3 separate regions of the Canis lupus genome follow, and all the other regions are linked to region 2. Evidence: chromatin contacts called from public Hi-C data. All regions are on one chromosome and are shown on one strand. The core of a region is the stretch at or near the end of the contact, and the rest is flanking DNA. Distances in the headings are between cores, read along the strand shown.

The links. A called contact is a pair of places that touch in the nucleus more often than the background predicts.
Region 1: a Hi-C map of amygdala shows a contact between it and region 2, with 1.9 times the contacts expected there. The contact joins the promoter of ARF6 here to the promoter of VCPKMT in region 2. A contact is called at or near these places in 6 of 9 Hi-C or Micro-C datasets (amygdala, blood and skin fibroblasts).
Region 3: a contact with region 2 is called in a Hi-C map of blood, with 2.5 times the contacts expected there. The contact joins the promoter of NEMF here to the promoter of VCPKMT in region 2. A contact is called at or near these places in 2 of 9 Hi-C or Micro-C datasets (amygdala and blood).

What each region holds. Positions count from the first base shown.
Region 1 is chr8:26,668,042-26,670,741 of UU_Cfam_GSD_1.0, forward strand. It overlaps ARF6 (ADP-ribosylation factor 6), which reads left to right and starts at 1,395. Exons shown (of 2, transcript XM_038544661.1): 1 at 1,395-1,556; 2 at 1,657-2,700. The coding sequence starts at 2,143. The coding sequence ends at 2,670. It overlaps LOC119876490, which reads right to left and starts at 1,858. Exons shown (of 3, transcript XM_038544659.1): 1 at 747-1,858. The coding sequence starts at 1,358.
Region 2 is chr8:26,858,921-26,861,620 of UU_Cfam_GSD_1.0, forward strand. It overlaps VCPKMT (protein-lysine methyltransferase METTL21D), which reads right to left and starts at 1,261. Exons shown (of 8, transcript XR_005363233.1): 1 at 894-1,261; 2 at 686-796; 3 at 450-522. It overlaps SOS2 (son of sevenless homolog 2), which reads right to left. Exons shown (of 22, transcript XM_038544663.1): 22 at 1,803-2,700.
Region 3 is chr8:26,633,808-26,636,507 of UU_Cfam_GSD_1.0, forward strand. NEMF (nuclear export mediator factor NEMF) reads right to left here and starts at 1,420. Exons shown (of 33, transcript XM_038544655.1): 1 at 1,262-1,420; 2 at 350-418; 3 at 108-210. The coding sequence starts at 1,320.

The sequences.
Region 1 (2,700 bases), core at 145-2,644, 190 kb before region 2:
GGATCAAGGCAGATGGAAAGTAAACTTGGATCAGTCAGAATATTAACAACTCCAGTAAGTTTATTTCAGCTGAAGCTTATAAGGTTATCACCTGACCCATCTACCATTATCAAATATTCTTATATTATGAAACAAGTATGTTATCATATGCTTCTATAGCATCTTCCTTAAAAAATAACAAACCCTATTTCCTGTTTTTCCTCCCCTTGGTTCCTTTATTTTAGGCTTCGCCTTACTTTAAGTCTAACTTGATCTCTAACTATTTGCTACAAAAAAGTTTCCGAAAGTCTTCCACAAACATTTTGTTATTTACTCTGAAACGGAGTACACAGAGCAAGGTCGGCACTACACTCGGTTTACACATGAGATAACAAACTTAGCAAGGTTAAATGCCTTAGATCCAGGTCACAAAAGTAGTCAGGCTTTCTGACTCTAAACCCTAGTGCTAAGATTATTATTGTCTGGGATTTTTAAAAAAATACTTTATTTATTTGTTCGTTCGAGAGAGAGAGAAAGAGAGAGAGAGAGAGAGAGAGAGGCAGAGACCCAGGCAGAGGGAGAAGCAGGCTCCACGCAGGGAGCGCAATGCGGGACTCGATCCCGGGTCTCCAGGGTCACGCCCTGGGCTGAAGGCAGGCGCTAAAGCGCTGGGCCGCCCAGGGATCCCCTCGTCTAGGATTCTTAAAGAAAAGCTAGGTGGTTAAGTTACTGCTCAACACACTAACTTAAGTATGAAAAGTTATCACCTTAAAAAGTTGAAAACGCAGCAAGGGACTGGAACTCTGGTTAACACTGTCATTTTTAAGTAACAGGGTCTGGTCCCGAAGAGATGTGTAAGACAGGGCTCGAACACCGAAAAGCGGGGTTTCCTGGCAAACCCAAGCCTGGTAGAAGCGCCGCACTGCTTGGCCGACTCCACACCAAACGCGGGCCTCCCACGTGTCTTTCAGGAAATGCACAGAACACGCGGGATGAGGGAGGCCAAGGACGGGCTGGGAGACGTACAAACAGCATATAGGGCTTTCCCGGGTGACTGAGGACGCGCGGAGGCTGGGGCGGGCCCAAGGGAACTCGCTGAGCACCTGGCGGGCACCGACGTCCGGAAGCAGCCTGGGGGAGGCTTTCACCGCGGGAGAGGGCTGGCCGCGGGCCCCGCCCTCGGGAGCTCCCCAGTGGATTTGCCTGCTCTGGTTCGAGAGGGCTGGGGGAGGCGAGAGCGCGCCACAGGGACGCAGAAAGTCCGCGTACAGCGCCAGGCGGGCACGGGTCAGAGTCCGAGTTTCGCGGGTCTGGGGCCTGACCGCAGCCGCGAGGCCTCCAGGCCGCCGTAGCCCCGCCCCCTCGCGCGTGGCGCCCATGACGCTGGGCGCGCGGGCCGCGCTCCTTACAGAGCTCGCTCTCACCGAACGGTCGGCCTTGCTGCGCCTGCGTGATCGGGAGGGGAAGTGAGGCGGTTTCTTCGGCGCCTTTTCCGGCGGCGGCGGCGGCGGCAGCGGCAGAGCTGGGAGGAGGCGGTGGAGGCCAGAGGGAGCCCGCGCTCAGGGCGGCGGCTTGAGGTAACCTCGCGAACTGAGCTGGAAGGACGAGTCACCTGGGCCTCCGCTCCCTTCTGGCCTGCCGGCAGTAACTCCCTTCTTCCTCTCTGTGTCTCTGCAGGCGGCGCACCGGATCCCGGCGAGGATCAATGACCTGACGAGGCGCCGGAGCCGCGCTGACTCTCGGGTGGCCTGGGTCGGTGGTGAGCCCGGTGCTCGTGGACCGGCGGGTGGGCCGGAGGGCTTCGACCTCCCGCGGCCGAGTGAAGAGAAGGCGGAGGAGCGGGAACCGCGGCGGCGCTAGCGCGGCGCTTGCGGGGGGAAGGGCAGTTCCGGGCCGGGCCGCGCCTCAGCAGGGCGGCGGCTCTCCCGGCGCAGACTCAGGGCCCCGGCGGCGGCGGCGGCTGGAGGAATCAAGTTGTGCGGTCGGTGATGCCCGAGTGAGTGGCGAGCCTGGGCCTCTGCCCCGAGGAGGCAACTCCCACGCAGGCCGCACGGGCGCCCTCGCGGCCGGGAGGCTTCGTTTCGGTTTCGCGGCGGCTGCGGCGTAGTTGGCTGAGGGGACCCGGGACACCTGAATGCCCCCGGCCCCGGCTCCTCCGACGCGATGGGGAAGGTGCTATCCAAGATCTTCGGGAACAAGGAAATGCGGATCCTCATGTTGGGCCTGGACGCGGCCGGCAAGACAACAATCCTGTACAAGTTGAAGCTGGGCCAGTCGGTGACCACCATTCCCACAGTGGGTTTCAACGTGGAGACCGTGACTTACAAAAACGTCAAGTTCAACGTATGGGATGTGGGCGGCCAGGACAAGATCCGGCCGCTCTGGCGGCATTACTACACCGGGACCCAGGGTCTGATCTTCGTAGTGGACTGCGCCGACCGCGACCGCATCGACGAGGCCCGCCAGGAGCTGCACCGCATTATCAATGACCGGGAGATGAGGGACGCCATAATCCTCATCTTCGCCAACAAACAGGACCTGCCTGATGCCATGAAACCCCACGAGATCCAGGAGAAACTGGGCCTGACCCGGATTCGGGACAGGAACTGGTATGTGCAGCCCTCCTGTGCCACCTCAGGGGATGGACTCTATGAGGGGCTCACATGGTTAACCTCTAACTACAAATCCTAATGAGCATTCTCCACCTATCCCCCGGAAGGA
Region 2 (2,700 bases), core at 11-2,510:
ATGTTTTATTTTAAAAATGAGTGATGCCCACAATATACACAAACTGATATTTTAAAAAGTATCATTCTGAATCAATCTTGCCATAGAGCAATGAATTCTTTAGGACGAAACTTAATTTTCAATGTCATGGTTAACACCTTCACCAAGAAGAGCTTAAAAAAACCTTAGCTTTTCATAACAGATCCAAATGACAAAACCTTTAAAAGAAGATTTTTACAGAAGCCTTTAGTAAAATGCTAAAAATGCAGGCAACACTTCTGTCAACATGTTTCACAGGTCTATATGTTTAACCTGAGTGTATGTAGTTGTTCCTGGTAAACTTTATGTTCCTTACTGTGTCATCAATTATAGGAAAACTATCCTGCATTCAGTGATGTTAAAGTGGGAAGAAATGTGCACTATGGAATCCACGAATTATAATACAACTTGTAAAGATAATGACTACTTACCTCTTCGTAGTATATGCAGTCGGCCATCAGTATGTAGTCTGGCGGAGAAGGAAAGTCTTCTATTGCTTCCCCCCTTGAAAATGCCAACAAATATTTTAACTGTTGCTTTAATAACTTATTGTTTTATAAAAAAAGTTCTGGAAAGTCCCCTTTGTATTAACTATGCTTTTAGCGAAACGCAATTTAAAGCAAACCACAAATCGTTATCTTAAAACAAGCTGAAAGGCCATACAAACCATTTCAGTACCTTGGCTTGAACAGAACCAGTGACAAGATGCTTGTTCATATTAATATTCATCTTCAGCAAGTCTTGCAATTCCTCCAGATCTGTGACCACCACATCGGCCCTATAAAATAACGTCGACTGAAGTGTAGGCACAAGCATGGTAAAGCAGGAATCCTGGTTTCCCAAACAAAGCGGCACCCCCTCCCGCCAGCTCTTACCCGAGAGTAGCAGCCATGAGCCCCACGGCCCCGGTGCCCGAGCCCAGCTCCAGCACCGACCGCCGGCTCAGAGCGTGGGGCCCATCGCCGGAAAACCCGGGCGTTTCCAGGTACTTAGAAAGGACGATGGCAGCGTCCCAAACAACGCAGCCCACGCCGCCGGAGCCATATTGCTGCAGTCGTAACACCGTGCCATCTCGCTTTTCCAAAACTCGAACAAAGTTCCGCAGCGGGTCCTCCACGGAGGACTCCACGGTAGCCGCCATCGCTGCCCGGCAACAAGATGCAGCGTGCGCAGTGACGTCACACCCACACGCGCCTCCCCACCGCGGGCCTGGACAGGGCCCGGCGCCTCCTAGTGGCGAAGTTGGCGCCATGACGCGTGCGCAAAGGCACAAAGCTGGGAAGGCAGCATTACCTGGGCGTGGTCGAGGGCCTAGCCGCCCGCTTCCCCAGAGTGTAGGTCCGCCTCACGCCTCTAAATTACAAGTGTGGCCTAACAAGCAGGCAGCTTAAATCACTTTTCCAGACAAAGCTGATATTGTAATCTGCTCTTTAAAAGCCAAAGGCAAACTCAAGAGTGTGTTTACCTGGAGACTAATTCATACGGTAGTTATTGGGCTTTAAATCCAGGCAGTTTCCAAGATCCTACCGAGAAGCAACAATCCTCTCTCATCAAGTTTCCTAGCATGCTCCTGATTTTCATCTGAATGCATAAAAATGGTTGCTGGAAGTTTGCTGATCGCGTTTTAACAGGGCAAAGTTATCCTTCTAAAATTTACATCATTTAAATTCTTTGGGATTATGTAATTTAAATTGCCCAAAATAATGACAATAATGTGGACATGTCTATGTATTTCCACAGAACTCAACAAGCTCTCCCCTTGTTACTTATAATGAAAACACGTATTTTAAAAATTAAGACTGGGGTGATTTATTAATCTTGTTAAGAACTCTGATACAAAGCACAGTTAAAAGGCCACAGACCAGTAAATAAACAACAACGTGGCTTTTGGCTATTTTACAACTGCTGCTACAGCACTATCAGCAAAACACGCTTTTTCATCACTTTGAACTCAGGAGTCCAAATGGCAAATAAAAGTTTTACTTCTCTGAATAAAAGTTTAATAAAGCTTTAAGTATGTTTGCTGGTTTAAATGTTACCAATCTAAAAAAAAAGTATTTAAAAAAAATTGTAGTTAACATGAGATTTATAGAGAAGGTTACTAGGATTTGAGGGCAAGGCAGTTGGTTCCTATGCCATAAGAAATTTTCCTCTGAATTTCTGAATTAGTAAAGTAGCAGATTGTATTATAGGCCTCGAGTCACTTAAATTTATATAGTAAGTTATTAGCATTCTTTAAATATACAATATAAACAAAACTGTACATACTTGGCATATTAATTAACTTTGTTTTCCAAAACAATAGGCAACTCATTAGCTAAAGACACCATAGTCTCCAAAAACAAAAGGCACATCTGAATGAGATACATGCCCTTTTTCCCTCCATGATTGGGTTAGGTAGTCTCTGTATACATTTTGACAAAATAATAAACAGTGCATCTATTATTTTCATTATATTTTTCATTTTTGTCTTCAGCAGCAAATTCTGGCATTTAAGACATGGCATTAAAGTTTAAGAACAGTGGGTGTTTTTCACAATTCCCCTAAATGTAAAAACTAGAAGATGGTCAAAGAGTTTTAAAAATCAGTAATACTGTACACCCCCTATATTTGTGTAAATTCACTGCCTTAAAAAGGCAATCTATTACTCAAATTTGAAAAATTCCACAAATGCACTATCCC
Region 3 (2,700 bases), core at 170-2,669, 220 kb before region 2:
TTTATTCATAACAGTCAGTGAAGGAAAACCAAACATTTTAAAACTTAAATCGTTAGTGACCAATATCAGGGCCTTAAAATTTAGCTTCAAGTATAACTTAAAGTTACCTTCATGGCAAAACTAGAGGGCATCATATTCTTAGGCCACTCAAATTCTGTTGTGTGAATTCGTATGCCAGATTCAAGTAAAAGTGTAGCTTTAAAGTCTGGCCTGTAGAAGAAAAAAGTTAAATTTTTCTTTAGGGCATTTGTCAACGCTCAGTAAAACAGACTAAAAGTGCAAGTAAAAAAAAATTAATAATCTCATATTTAATTACCAAAGGTAAAACAAGCCTGTAAAATGCTCTTACTTTTGAAGACGAATAAGATAGGTCTTATTATCCACATCATAAACATTGTTTACTCTCATTCCTATTAAGCTGCGAAGAAAAAGGAAACATGTAACAACATTTGAAATACAAAACTTCACAGAATTTAAAGCGGCAGGCGGAAGCAGAGCCTTCGAAGGGGGGGGGGGATCTTCAACTCTAAGGATATGGAGTCAACCTGGGATCATCAGTCTGAAGGCCATCAGGCATTCCACCCAAAACTTAATTTTAACTTTTTAAGAACTAACGTTGTATACGAGCCCTAGGAAAACCATGCAATGCCCTTCGTCCTTGAAATGACCCAATATTTAAGGAAACATAGAAAAAGTCCAATACACTTTATTACAAAAGAAAAAAAAAAAAAAAGAAGGCAAAATGGCAAAAATGGCAAAATTCACACTGCTTAATAGAAACCAGACTAGAATCTGTTACTTGCAGCTAAAATGCAGGTATTCCCTCTCCCAGAAGTAAGGAAGAGTGTCAAAGAAATCAGGCCTCCGGCCTGGAAACCCCCCGAGGCAAAAGACTACTGGAGCATCCCGGCGTCCACCCGGTGTCTCGTGTTCTACTCAACGTTTGCTGCCAGACCCGGGCAACTCGGGCCAACAAGGCAAGCGCTCGGTGAGGGCCCCGCCAAAGCCTGACACGAGACCTGGTGAGACAAGCAGCCCGCGAGAGCAGGGTGTGGGGCACGCGGCCGCTGGGCTCCCCCAGGTGTCCTGAGGGCCACGGGAAGGATGTCCCGCACTCGCCCACCCAGGCCTATGGCCAGGTCCGCAGAAGAGCGCTGGGGGGATGAAGGGGAAACATCAGGCTGGTCTTTCTTCAACCTTGGGGCACCGGCCTCTGGCTTCTGCATCCCCCGCACGAGCCTGGTCCCCTACCGCTCAGTACCTGGCATTCAGCTCCGCGAGTATCGCGCGGAGGTCAATGGTGCTAAAACGAGTCTTCATGGCGAGGTCTGAGGGTCGCTACCGCAGTTTTCTCCACGGACTGCCTGACTCAACGCCGCTACTCTAACGCGCAGGCGCACTTGGCCGACATCTACGGCCGCGCAGAAGACCCAATATTCCTCGAGGCGAACGTGTTTGCGTCACTTTTCCAAAGCTTTGAACTATCAAGTCGCCGTCATCAGGCTTTTCGTTATACCAAAACAATTCGCAATAGATCCAAACTATTCTCTTGAAACTGCATTTCTTCCTGAAAAGCTGACAGGCTACCCTTTCCCTCTTGCGTTCCGGGATTCAAGACCGACTCCCTAGCGACCCCTGCTGGTGGTAAAAATTTATGAGGCGCGTACTGGGAGGATTTCCCCTGCATGGGCGGTAGGGCTCGGTCTGCAAGAGTAAGGAACCCCTCTCCACTCGGTTAACTTGGACGAGCAGATTTTGAAATGTGACGAAGCGGAACTGTTTCATTCGCCCTACAAGTACCCTCAGCAATAAAGGTGAAGCAACGCTCAAAAAGGAGTTCCTGTTTTGATGGGCCCCGCTCTCAGAGGACTATTTTGCGATGTTTAGTAGGATTCTCATCTGACCTTGATCATGGCATCCCTTGCCTCAGCGTAGTACCTGGCATACAATAGGAACTCCATCAACTCTTGGCAACCTGAATATTCAGGTGTTTCGCTAGATAATCAAAAAGTAGGACAGAATAAGAGAAGACTGCCCCACCATGGGGGGGGGGGGGTAATAGGAAATAGGAAACCTGCCGTGCAAGAATAGAAGTATGCCCCTTTTCGTTGTGTTCAATATATACTATGGGAAGAAAGGATACTTTCAAGGTGAGAACTCAAAAGAGACGGGGTCTCGCTATGTTGCCCAGGCTGGAGTGCAGTGGCTATTCACAGGCGCGATCCCACTACTGATCAGCACGGGAGTTTTGACCTGCTCCGTTTCCGACCTGGGCCGGTTCACCCCTCCTTAGGCAACCTGGTGGTCCCCCGCTCCCGGGAGGTCACCATATTGATGCCGAACTTAGTGCGGACACCCGATCGGCATAGCGCACTGCAGCCCAGAACTCCTGGGCTCAAGCGATCCTCCTGCCTCAGCCTCCCGAGTAGCTGGGACTACAGGCGCGCGCCACCGCGTCCGGCGAGGATCCGGAGCTTGGGAGGATTCTCCAGGCTGCCGGCGGCGAGTCGTCAGAATTCCCACCAGCAGAAGGCGACTGTTTGTAGATGCTAAGGTGGGGGCTGCTATAGGACACAGGGCAGACAGCATTCATTGCTGCATCGTAGGGCACAGTGAACCATGCAGAATAGCTCAAAATGTAAAATAAACCATTTGGAGAGTTTAGGAAAGTGGGAGACAGCTATCTGTGGTCCTAACTGC